2 separate regions of the Zea mays genome follow, and region 1 is linked to region 2. The links are chromatin contacts, called in public Hi-C maps. All regions are on one chromosome and are shown on one strand. Each heading gives the region's core, a stretch centred on a gene start, on an enhancer-like site or on the middle of the called end of the contact. The rest is flanking DNA. Distances are from core to core; before and after follow the strand shown. Region 1 holds the start of LOC100382126. Region 2 holds the start of LOC103629815 (ATP-dependent RNA helicase drs1).

The links. A called contact is a pair of places that touch in the nucleus more often than the background predicts.
Region 1: a contact with region 2 is called in a Hi-C map of endosperm, with 1.9 times the contacts expected there. The contact joins the promoter of LOC100382126 here to the promoter of LOC103629815 in region 2. A contact is called at or near these places in 3 of 25 Hi-C or Micro-C datasets (bundle sheath, endosperm and leaf).

The regions. Positions count from the first base shown.
Region 1 is chr6:115,045,983-115,051,943 of Zm-B73-REFERENCE-NAM-5.0, forward strand. LOC100382126 reads right to left here and starts at 1,594. Exons shown (of 12, transcript NM_001174887.1): 1 at 1,021-1,594; 2 at 814-891; 3 at 596-703. The coding sequence starts at 1,125.
Region 2 is chr6:114,774,863-114,781,071 of Zm-B73-REFERENCE-NAM-5.0, forward strand. LOC103629815 (ATP-dependent RNA helicase drs1) reads left to right here and starts at 2,719. Exons shown (of 2, transcript XM_008650916.4): 1 at 2,719-3,378; 2 at 4,011-4,737. The coding sequence starts at 2,799. The coding sequence ends at 4,480.

The DNA.
Region 1 (5,961 bases), core at 344-2,843, 270 kb after region 2:
TCGAACTATGGCCAATGATGAATGAGGAACATTGTTGTGCAAGAACCGAACATGCCTCATCTCAACCACATTTCCCTATGGAATGCATATTCTGAATTTATACGTTGGCTTAACAAGGACAATGTTTAGGTCTTCAGAAACTCAAATTTATTCTCAACCAGCACATGCTTCATATCACAAGGTAGCATGACAAGTTGCAGAACTTCATGTTAAGTTGGATACTTGTCGGCAAATTTACTTTTTTAAAAATGTGACTCTTATCTCATTAAATTGCGTTCTCAAAAGAGCAGGTTTGGATAAATGCCATCACTCCTACACCACATAAATCCCACTTCCCAACATTTAGACTGTTTCCATATCAGTTGTAACTTGCAACTAGTCCTCAAGTACAAGAAATTCCATTGTTGTGTTTTAATAGGGCACGGACACTGTTAAAGGAGCATCAAATCAAAACTATATAGAAACACAATTCAAAAGTACAAAGACTATATAAAGTGTACACATCAGTCCATCACGATTCCACTAATGGATGAACAAAAGATGGGTGACAGAGCAAAAGAGGTGCAGCCAGTAAGAGGGAAGTGGTAAAAATTACCCCAAGACGGTATGAGCCAAAGGTGAAGAGTACAGCATTTGCCTCTTCAACCATTTGATCAGTGTATCCTCTCTGACTAGTCAATTGTTTTACCCAGTCTTTTACAATCTGCAAATGCCCAAAGAACATGCTTAGGGAAGGATAGTGATGTGTTGAGCAAAGTGACAACCATGGGCATGTTGTGCATTAAGAACACGTGTGGCAACAAGGAAAGCTACCTGGTCAAGCTTCCCCAGCACCTCCTCCCGCCTAGCAGATTCGTCAGGGCTCTCATAGAGACCCGACTCGAGCAAGAACTGCGAATCAACAACATAAAAACTGTAGCTGTAACAGATACTACAATATCAATCTGAGACAGAATGTGAAATCGTCAGGCGCAGAATTGAGACAATACTTGTGGGCATGAAACTGAATCAATTACAAACCTTCTCTAGCTCCTCCGTCCTCTGGAGGTCGGCCTCCACCGGTCCGAGCAACGACAACGGCTTGGTTATTCCATACTGCTTCGGGGCATCAGAGCCGCTGGCCATGGAGCCAACGACAGAAGAACACAAAACCCTCCTCCGGGACGCGGCAAATAAACGAGCCCCCAACACGAGGCCGCCCTGACGGAACAGAATAGCGTAACTAGCGCGGATCGGCCGCCGGAAACCCTGGGAAAATCCCGGTAACTCGCAGCCGCGCCGCCACAAAATCACAGCTTTTATGCGGAGATCGAGCGAGGCACGACCTCTCCCCGGGATCAACACCGCCCGAGTCCGAAATTTCCCAGACAACCTGCCCGGACTGCGCCGCCGGGACGGGTCGGATCAGATCAGGCCGGACTAGCCGCGGCCGGAGAGGACCATCCAATCCAGATCTCCCTCCCCCGCGCGGATCCGGAGATCCGCCGCCCGCGTAGGCGGGGAAGAGAGATACGGAGGTGGCGCGTCGGCGGGGTGGGCCGTAGGGCGGCGGCGGGGGGAGGGCAGCAGGAGAGAGGGACGGCGAATAGGTAAGGGGAAGGTCGTAGAGAGAGAAAAGGTAGCGCGTGCGTTCTGTGGGCTATCCGTCCGTCTATTTCTTCCCAGGAGGACAGTGAAGGTAGGGAAAATATGAGAGGGGTTAATCGGATATTTGGTCGTAGAGAGAGAAACGGAGTGTTCGTTGTGTATATGATCATTTTCCTTGAGATGTGATATAATAATATCTTTTTTTCGGTTAACGCGGAGTCGCACAGAAGGGGCCGGCCCGTGTTATCCGTTGGCGCCGCGGCATGGGCGACGCGGAGGAGCAGAGAAACGCGCCGGAATTGGCGCGGATGGCGAGGCTGTGTGGAAGTAGGGATGGCAGTTAGACCGTGGGTACGAATACCCGATCAATATGGATATCAGTAAAAAAAATATCCACGCGTCCTTTCGGATCGGATATCGAAATACATTGGATAGTGTACGAGTATAATATTTTACCCGTAGTATCCAGTGGATACTCGAGATATCAATTCTTAAATGGGCTATATTTACTAAAATTTAAAGCCCATGAAAAGATGGAGCCAAAAAACCATAACTCTCACCCGACCACACTATCTCTAATTCCATTCATCTCCTGTCCTCTCGAGTACCAGCTCTATATTTGAGCAACCTCACCGTACCACCGCACCCTGCCCCGCCCATGATTCGACATTGTGCGAGTGTGCAACCACGTCGTCCAGCCCCGCCGAGGATCTACATGCGTCACCCTGCGCCCCAGCCCGCCCAAGCTTCCTCCGACTCCGGCGTCTCGATCGATCTCCAGCGTCTCGCGCTCGATCTTCGGCTACCCGTGACCCTGACTGCGCCCTCCGATGATCCTTCCAACTTCCCTCAGTGTCCCTTTTTCTTCAAGTTTCCTCCGATTAGTCAAATATTGTCTTTCTCAGTGTTGCATAGTTGATTAGATGAAAACTTAATTATTTTAACATTTATTATAACAATAATTAAATGTTATGTAGTCTAAAAAACATATCCACCGGATATCCGATACCCGACGGTACCCGGTGGGTACGGATACAGGTACAGTTTCTCGTCCGATTGGCTTGGTGGATATGGATATTTGTAGAAGACTCGGGGGACAACATCGGGTCAGGTATTACTATACCCAAACATAATCCGACCTGCTGCCATCCCTAGGTGGAAGGGTAGGTAAAGTCCGGGCATGAGTAGTGGGCGTTCAACTTTGGTCGATATGGTCATATGGACTATCCTGGCGCCAGTGTACCAGAACGAAGTCGTACGGTAAGAGATCATCAAGTGACTCTCCATTTTTTACTCTTTATTTCACTCTTTATTTATCTCTCCATAAAAATTACATTTTAAATAGCATCTAATCCCAACATATCCTCTATTTCTCATTCTCTAACTACATTCTCCACACAACGACATGTGGGGTACACATCATCCCACACTTGGCAAGTCAGCTAGCCAAATTTGACTAAAGAGGGATCCAATTCTCATTCTCTAACTACATTCTCCACACACCGACATGTGGGGTACACATCATCCCACACTTGGCAAGTCAGCTAGCCAAATTTGACTAAAGAGGGATCCAATTTAGAGAGTCGGATGGTTAGTATGTTATTAGAAAGTTATTTTGGTGTTAAGTAGCCAAAATTTAACTTGACGAGCTATTTAACTAGTCTCTTGGAAATGCTCTAATGGGTGTTCTGTTTTTGTAGTTTTTTTTACCGGGAACAGATCGAGTTCATAATAGTCGGAAATGAAAACGGGGCAAAATGAACAAGTATACAAAAACAAAGGGAATATTAAGTGAAAAAACATATTTTAATATATATACCTCTTTTACTATATAATATCACCACCGTCATCAACTCTTGCAAAAAAACTTATATTTCTTCGTAATCAACCATGGTCCAAGACCTTGTGAGCCTAGGCCCGGCCAACCAACAACCCAGTCGGGAAACCCTAGCCATGCTCCCCATCTCCATAAGTCCCCCCCACGCTTCCTCTTGGTCCCAACTCCCCACTCCAGCTTCTGGTGCTCCCAGCCTTGGGCCTCTCCGCCGCATCCGCCGATACACTATGACACTCACGTCCTCGGGCCTTTTGTATCGCGTCTCAGTTGTCGTCCGAAACTGAGAGCACCTAGAGGGGGGTGAATAAGTGATCCTGTAAAAACTTGAAACTTAAAGCCACAAAGTTGATTAAGTGTTAGTACAATGAAATCAAGTGGCTAAAGAGAGCTCTTGTGAACCACAATTGACACAGTGAGAACAAGCACAAGAGACACAAGGATTTATCCCGTGGTTCGGCCAAGTACAATACTTGCCTAGTCCACGTTGTGGCGTCCCAATGGATGAGAGTTGCACTCAACTCCTTTCAAGTAATCCAATGATCAACTTGAATACCACGATGTTCTTCTTTCTTTACTCTTTCCCGTATGCGAGGAATCTCCACAACTTGGAGCCTCTCGCCCTTACAATGAGATGATCACAAAGAAGCACAAATGTAAGAATGGGAAGAGCAACACACACAAGCCTCAAAGCACGAACACAAACACGCACACAAGTCACAGCTTGAGCTCTAAGATCACACACGGAGTTCTCAACTCAAGAGGAGCTCAAATTGCTATCACAACGAATCAAATGTTCTAGAGAGATGTCTTGGTGCTAAGAGATGATCAAATAATGCTTGGTATTCTCCTTCATGCGCCTAGGGGTCCCTTTTATAGCCCCAAGGCATCTAGGAGCCGTTTAGAGCAATCGAGGAAGGCAAAACTTACCTTCTGTCGACTGGTGCACCGGACAGTCCGGTGCACCACCGGACACTGTCCGATGCAGATTTCTTTCCTATTCTGGCGCAGCCGACCGTTGAAGATTTGGAGCCATTGGCGCACCGGACACTGTCCGGTGCACACCGGACAGTCCGGTGCCCCCATCAGACCGTTGGCTTGGCCACGCGTCACGCGCGGATTGCGCGGCCGACCGTTGGCTCACCGGACAGTCTGGTGCACCACCGGACAGTCCGGTGATTTATAGCCGTACACCGCCGTCGAGACCCGAGAGTAGCCAGTTGACCAGCGCCAACCTGGCGCACCGGACACTGTCCGGTGCACCCAGACTGAACAGCAATTGGTTGTACACAACCAACTCTTTTTCCTTTTGTCTTTTCTCTGATTCTAGCACTTAGACAAATATGTTAGTACACAAAAACCAATGTACTAAGTCTAGAATCATACCTTTGTGTTGATATGCACTTCTTCCACAATTTGGTATAGTTTCATTCTTAAACCATTTGTGTTGGCACATGATCACCAAAATACTTAGAAATGGCCCAAGGGCACATTTCCCTTTCAATCTCCCCCTTTTTGGTGATTTATGCCAACCCAACAAAAAGCAACTAAAAGAAGTGCAACCTCAATGCGAATGAGTACACAAATTTGTTTTGATTCAAATTTGGTATATTTGGATCATTCTTTGCCACCATTTGGTTTGTTTTTGCAAATCAAACTCAATTTTCTATCTCTAAGTCAAATTCACTTAGTTGAGGCATAGAGAAAGGCATTCCAAGAGAAATTGATCAAAGATTCAAAAACTCCCCCTTTTTCCCATAATCAAACATTCTCCCCACTAGAGACTAACTTTTGACAAAAAGAGACACTTAGAGTATTTTGACAAAACAGAAGTTCTAACTCTACTATTTTCAAAATTCTCAAGTGGTAGCTGATCCATTTCTTGCTTTGGCCTTATTTTCTCCCCCTTTGGCATCAAGCACCAAAACGGGATCAATATTGGCCCTTAAACCCCATTGCCTCACCAAAATCTTCAACTCAAAATAAAAGGCAATAAGAGTATGGAGATGAACTTGGAGTTAATTAATCTCTAATCAGAGTGCAGTGGAAGTCTTTCATGGTCCAAGTCCATCTTTCCCTTTCAATCCACCTTTGAGACTAAATTAAGCAAGCTCAAACACATAGTTAGTCTCAAAGGGTCAAGTTGTAGCACATCTCCCCCTAAATATGTGTGTCACTTGCAAATGGACTTGTGAGGTCCAGGGAGTGCTTGTACAACTTGAGCACCATAAATAAACAACAAAATGCATAAGGAACATGATCAAAGGCATAAAACACATGTATGTTATAAATCAATCCAAGTTCCGCGAATCTAAGACATTTAGCTCACTACGCAGCCTGCAAAAGGTCTTCTCATCTAGAGGCTTGGTAAAGATATCGGCTAGCTGGTTCTCGGTGCTAACATAAAACACTTCGATATGTCCCTTTTGCTGGTGGTCTCTCAAAAAGTGATGCCGGATGTCTATGTGCTTAGTGTGGCTGTGTTCAACAGGATTATCCGCCATACGGATAGCACTCTCATTATCACATAGGAGTGGGAC
Region 2 (6,209 bases), core at 1,469-3,968:
GAAGGCTGCGTTGGGTGCGGTCGCGTCGTCCAGAGAAGAATAAAGGGAAACGGAGGAAGGAGACGGCGTTGCGTGTGGCTGTAAGGGTAAAAACGGGACATTGCAACGCGGGCCCACCTGCTAGGTACGTCAAAAGCAATACTCATTTATTTTGAAGAGCGAGCAGCGTAGAGTGATCCTTTTTTACGACCCCAACTTGAAACGGTATATTATGAAGAGCGACAGTATAGAGCGACCTGTTTTCACAAATTCCTCTCGGTCGAGTTATTTGAGTTTGTAATACTCTCGTCGCGTGGCTTCGCCACTATAATACTCCGCAGCTGCGCATCGCCAAATTGGTATTATGCAGCACACATCCGCGCCATATTGGGACAGTTATTCTCCCACACTCTGTTACCGTGTGTTTACTTGCGGTTGATGAAGTTTGTGGGCACCTTCGTACTAATCTACCCCTAGCCGTTTGAGTCTAGTCTCTACTGCGACTACTCCTCTATTGCCCACGCCGCCGACTGCCTTAAGGCCGGCGTCCGCCACCAGGTTCCAGCGCCGTGGTTTGCCAACAGCTGGCCGCGCCGCCGTCTGCCAGCAGGAGCCCGTGACCCCGTCTGCGACCAGGAGCCCGTGACCCCGTCTTCCAGCAGCAGGTCCCCGCGCCGCCGTCTACAACCATCGTCTGCAACCATCGTCTGCAACCTCGTCTGCAACTGCATGGAGGTAGAAAACCGTGCCCAGTCCCCGGATTCATCTCCCGGCGATGAAAGTGAGCCACCCCATCCTTCCCTCCCCACGATTTCTCCTGTGCAAAGGCAGGATCTACCTGTTAGGAGCTCGGATTTGTCGGATCCCCAAGATTTTCTGTTAGGGGATGAACATAGAATGGAGGTTTGCTTCTAATATCCAGCAGTTTATTGTTCAGCAGTGTATTGTCTGATGTACCTGCGCCGAGAACTTCATAGATGTCTTATCCCGGTTTCAGGTTTTAGAAATTGATTGGGGGGCAATACAGATTGATGACAGATGGGAGGAAGAAGGCGAACAAGAGACTGCCTCTGAGTCAGTGATGTATGATCGGTTAGGATTGTTAGCAGAAAATGAACGTGAAACTACGGAAAGGCAAGATGCTTTTACCCCATTTGGTGTTCGCCGAAGCGATGAATTTGATGATGAAACGGGTGCATTGCCCTGCACTGATTGCATACCGCAAGAAAGGGTATTTGTTTGCAACAGATCTAATCCAATAATGAACATTGGTAGTCTGTACAAGGATATGAAATAATTCAGACTGGCTATCAGACAGTATACAATTAATAATGAGTTTGAGTTAGGAATTGAGTCAAGCTCACCGTTCAGATATCGAGCATATTGCAAAGGAGGTGATTGTCCATGGAGAATCAATGCAATGCTACAAAATGCGGGGTCTCCGACAATCGTTGTGAGTAATGTTTTAGCACACATGCACTTCTAGTGATAAATAGGGAAGCTGACAATGATACATTTTTTTGTGCAGGTTACAGTTATCGTGGATCAGCACACATGCACTTCTAGTGGTCGTCGAAAGACAACAACACCCACCAGCTCATGGGTTGCATCGCTAGCATTGTCAATCTCTTCAGAATTGACATCATCCAGTGCCCATTCCCCACCACCCATATCTTCATCTTCAGCAAATTGGTTGTTGAAACACTCAGATAATGGTGGTGACGGACCAGCTTCGAGATCTTCTAAACGTTGTGCTTCGTCCTCAAGTGACTGAGCAAGCTCATACACGCGCCACATTGCAAAGTTCACTGACACCTCTTTGGCCATGTCTGGCGAAGCCATAATCTCATCTTCGGCCAAATCTTTCAACTCCTTTCCAACTGCAAGCATCTTTGCAATGGCCTGAGCGAGGTCACTACGAACTGTTTCAAATCGGGTTATCTGCGAAACCACAAAGAATGTTGTTGGAATTGTTCCGAGCTTTGTTACTCGTATTGAACATAGTACAACCGTATAATAGGTGGAAGGGCTGCCTTACCGACACTGAACGAGGTGCCGAGCACTGGTTGACGACACAAGTGGTCTGCTGCTGGGGAGTGAATGGCACTACTATGTGGCTGCCGCGGCGGGGGTTTGCTGCTTGACGACAGAAGCTTACAGGGGTCTGCTGCTGGTGAGTTTCCTGAGTGTACCACGTACCTGAGGTGGCCGCGCAGATGAGGTCCTTGCTGGGGGAGTGCTCCTTGCCGCAACTGTCGCCTGTACGCTTGGCAACGATTGACACGGACAATCGACTGAAGGCGGAAGCCACTTCGGCCTCACTGTCGACCTCGACATCGACAACCAGCCGTTTCTTCCCTCTCGTCGGAGTCGCCATCGTTTGAAGAGGAGTACTCACCCGCGGTTCTGCACACACGCACTTGAATAAGCAGCAGTAGCGATGGAGCAAGCAAGTACGCAAGTAAGTAGAAGGGAAACTACCACTGCTGATCTACCTTCTGAGTTTCTTCCCTCTCGTCGGAGGAACAGAGGAGTACTCGGAACAGAGAGGTGGCGCCGTGGAATGGAAGAGCCGGAAGGGAAAGACGCGTTAGGTTTTCACCTACGTCGTGGTTAAAGCAGGGATAAACTTGACTTTTACCACAGCTTATGGACGGTAACAAAGAATAACAGTCTTAATATGGTGTGGATATGTGCTGCATAATACCAAATTGGTAATGCGCAGCTGGCGAGTATTATAGTGGCGAAGCCACACGCGACTAGAGTATTACACACTCAAATAACTCCTCTCCCTCTGGCCTCCCCGGGCTCTCCGCGCCATGGACCTGGAGCTCGAAGCCGCGGGCAGCGGCGGAAACGGAACAAGAGCGGTGTCCCTCTCCGTTGACTCCCCGACGGCCGAACTAGGCCGCGGGGACCTGGGCGGCAGCGGCGGACCCTCTCAGGACCGCACCGTCTCGCGCCGCCACGTGTCCCTCCGCCTTCTCGGTGTCGGCGACGGGATCGCATTCGAGGTCGTGGGCAGGAACCCCGTCGTCGTCCGCTCCCCTGACGGCGGAGGCGGAGGCGGAAGTGGAACCAGCAGGGTGTTCCGCCGCGGGGAGAAGGGCGAGCTCCGCGCCGGGGACGCGCTGTCGCTGTCGCTCAAGGCTCCTGCGTTCTGGGCGGTGCGGGCGAGGGAGGGGAACGGCGACGGGGACGCGGATGTGGACGTGGAACCCGCCGTGCTTGATGCGGTGGCGAGGCGGGAGAGGCGTACGCGGGAGCGGAAGGAGAGGGAGAGGGAGAGGCGTGTTGCGGAGGAGACCATGGAGGTCACCGAAGAGGAAGAAGGGGCAGCCGTGGACTCTGATGTGGAGGGTTTCGACATTGATTTAGCAGCCATAGATCCAGTTCGAGGTGACCTTCTGTTCTTTTCTGCATTTCCGGGAAGGGTGAAAATGACAATTTTCCACATTCCACTGCAAAGTTGAATTCTACTATTTGCATAGCTTTTTTAGCAATATTTGACTAAGTATGAATTGATACTGCGCTCAATGTAGGTCACATTGGAGTGTGTAGCTTCCAATGAACCGGGTTTCAGCTTTGCCCTCTGTGCTCTGCTTTTGTTAGCTGATGATAGATCCAGAATACTTGGGCTGTCTTGTCGATTTCTAAACTTGCGCTCATGTGGGGTGCAAGTGCAACAGCCAACAGGAATAGTGTTTACTCTTATTTGTTGGAAACCAATAGGCACACGATAGCGCTGAAGGATTCCATTCCTATACATATACATGATTTGCATGACCATCGGTGCACAAAACAAAAATATTTCATATGGTTAATTGTAGAACTCCGGTAATGGACTACTCACTACCAGTCAATGCTCCTCATTAGTATCTTACTTGAGCATTAGTAATTTTCTGGTGCGCTTATATTCCCTTGTTGGCTGTTGCTAGGAATAGGCATTACTGTTAAAATATGTTTCTGGCGTCTTCTTGTCTGCAATACGTTTCTGTTTAATTGAGCGGCAAATATGGTTTTCTATGCAGAATTTGGGTTCTTGTCGATGGGCCATGAATTCGACAGTTACCCGAAGGGAAGGATTCGTGCTCCAAAGGATTGGAATTGGTTCCTAGAGGAAGCAAAGAGGACCTCTGACGATGAAGCTAGCGGCAAGAGGAGATCTAGATCGAAAGTTCTGGGATGGAACAAGAAGAAGAAAGATGGAGAAGGCGAAGATGAAGACTGGACTGGTGAGAGTGAGGATGAAAAAGAGTCCACGGGAAGAGTTACCAGTGTGAAGAGACCAAAGTATGCGACAAGATCTAAAAGCTCAGAAAAATATAGTAGGGAAAACTCGAAGACTGGAAGTGGCAGAAGTATCGACGAAGATGACGGCACTGAGGATGAGCAAGATGAGACTCTGGGAGGTTTTTTAGTTAACGACGAGGATGACGAGCCTGCAGAAGAGCTGAGCGATGAAGAGGAGGAATTTGACGATGAGGAAGATGATGATTGATAACCACGTCAAAAAAGAACCTTCTCAGTGATGAACTGATACTGACAAGTGACAAGCAGTATGTTTATATTCCTTTGAACTTGTGTAAAAACAATGTGTGGCAACTGTGTTAGTGTTGTTAATTCTGAAAAATGACGTTTTTGTATATCTGCATTGCTTATCTCAGCAGTGAACCGAATTTTCGCTCAGCTGTGCTGCCATGCTGCGACATGGGCCACGAACGAGCCTGCATGAAAGCAATCCGTTTCCGTTTGAAATCAGTCTTTGCACTATCAACGACAGGCCAACACTGGTGGTTGTTTTCACCAGAAGTAGGTGTAATAAATCATATGAATATTTTTTCGACCAACCGAACAAAGCTTCAGTATCCATATGAATTATACCATTCCTGAGTTAGAAGATTTAGTATCAGCATGGCTTTTTTCACATATACGTGTGTATCATTATATTAAAAAGAAGAATAAAAGAGGTCTAAAGAAACTTCATACAACTGCACTCCACACCAAACCTGAATACATAGGAAGGGGTCTAATAAAACCTAGACAACAACACATGACCCTACAAGACCTGATCTGATTACATAGAAAAGAAAACTAGACCCTTACCAATTGGACCCAAAGGAAATCACTCATTGGACTATTGGAGCGTTAGGATGTTAGCCACACAACGGGCTCCAGCTAAAGTCCAAAGTAATCTCATCCTTGACTGAATTGAGGACCTCAATTATGCTAGGATTAATGCCATTGAAAACACAGTGATTGCGGTGTTTCCAAATGGCCCAAGCTCACAAAATGATTATGAAATTAAGTCCTTTTAGCATTGATCCAGCAATCTCCTTGTCCCACCATTCATCAAAGGAGCTGTTGCAATGGGAGGAGAGGTGCTGCAGGCCAAAAATCCTGAGGTGCTGAACCATGCTTGCTGGGAGAAAACACAAGAGACAAGCAGATGATTCAGTGTCTCCTCTTGATGACACAACGGACATTTATGTGGATGAGGCAAGCCTTTTTTTGCAAGTCGGCCTGCAGTCCAACATCTGCCATGCGCCACAAGCCACATGAAAATTTGCATTTTCCTAGAGCCCAGCTCTTCCATATCCTCTCCCACCGTCTGAACTGTGTTGATCCAATAAATAGTTCCTCATATGTCGATTGGCGGAGTATACTTTAGAATTGAAGAGCTGCCAAACATGATTGTATTCTTGTTCAGGATATAGGGACCAATCTTCAAGAATGTCCTGAACCTTTAAAATTCTGCCAGAACTGTTACTGTAACAGCTCCTCTTATGTTATGTACCCATTGCCTGCCTGATAGAGCATCAAACACAATATTTTTTGGCCTTTGCAGAGATCAACCAGAATAAGTGAGGTGCTATTTGCTGCATATTTTGGCCATGTATCCACTTATCCATCCAAAACAGAGTATTCTTTCCATTCCCCACTTCTGAGATGGTTGCCATTGAGAAAAAAAGGCTTGGATAGATGGATGCACTTGGAATTTGAAGGATGCCCACAACCTATTCTGGTATGTCCTTTGAAGCCACAACCAACGTAATCTAAGGGCCCAATTCATCTGCTGTAAACTAGATGATGGAATAAGTCTTGAACATCTAGAGGACAGCAGTCGCTTTTGACTGTCCTCTGTAGTCCTTTAGCATCTAGAGGACAACTTGACTGTCCTCTGTAGTCTCTTTAGCATCTAGAGGACAGCAGTCGCTTTTTGACTGTCC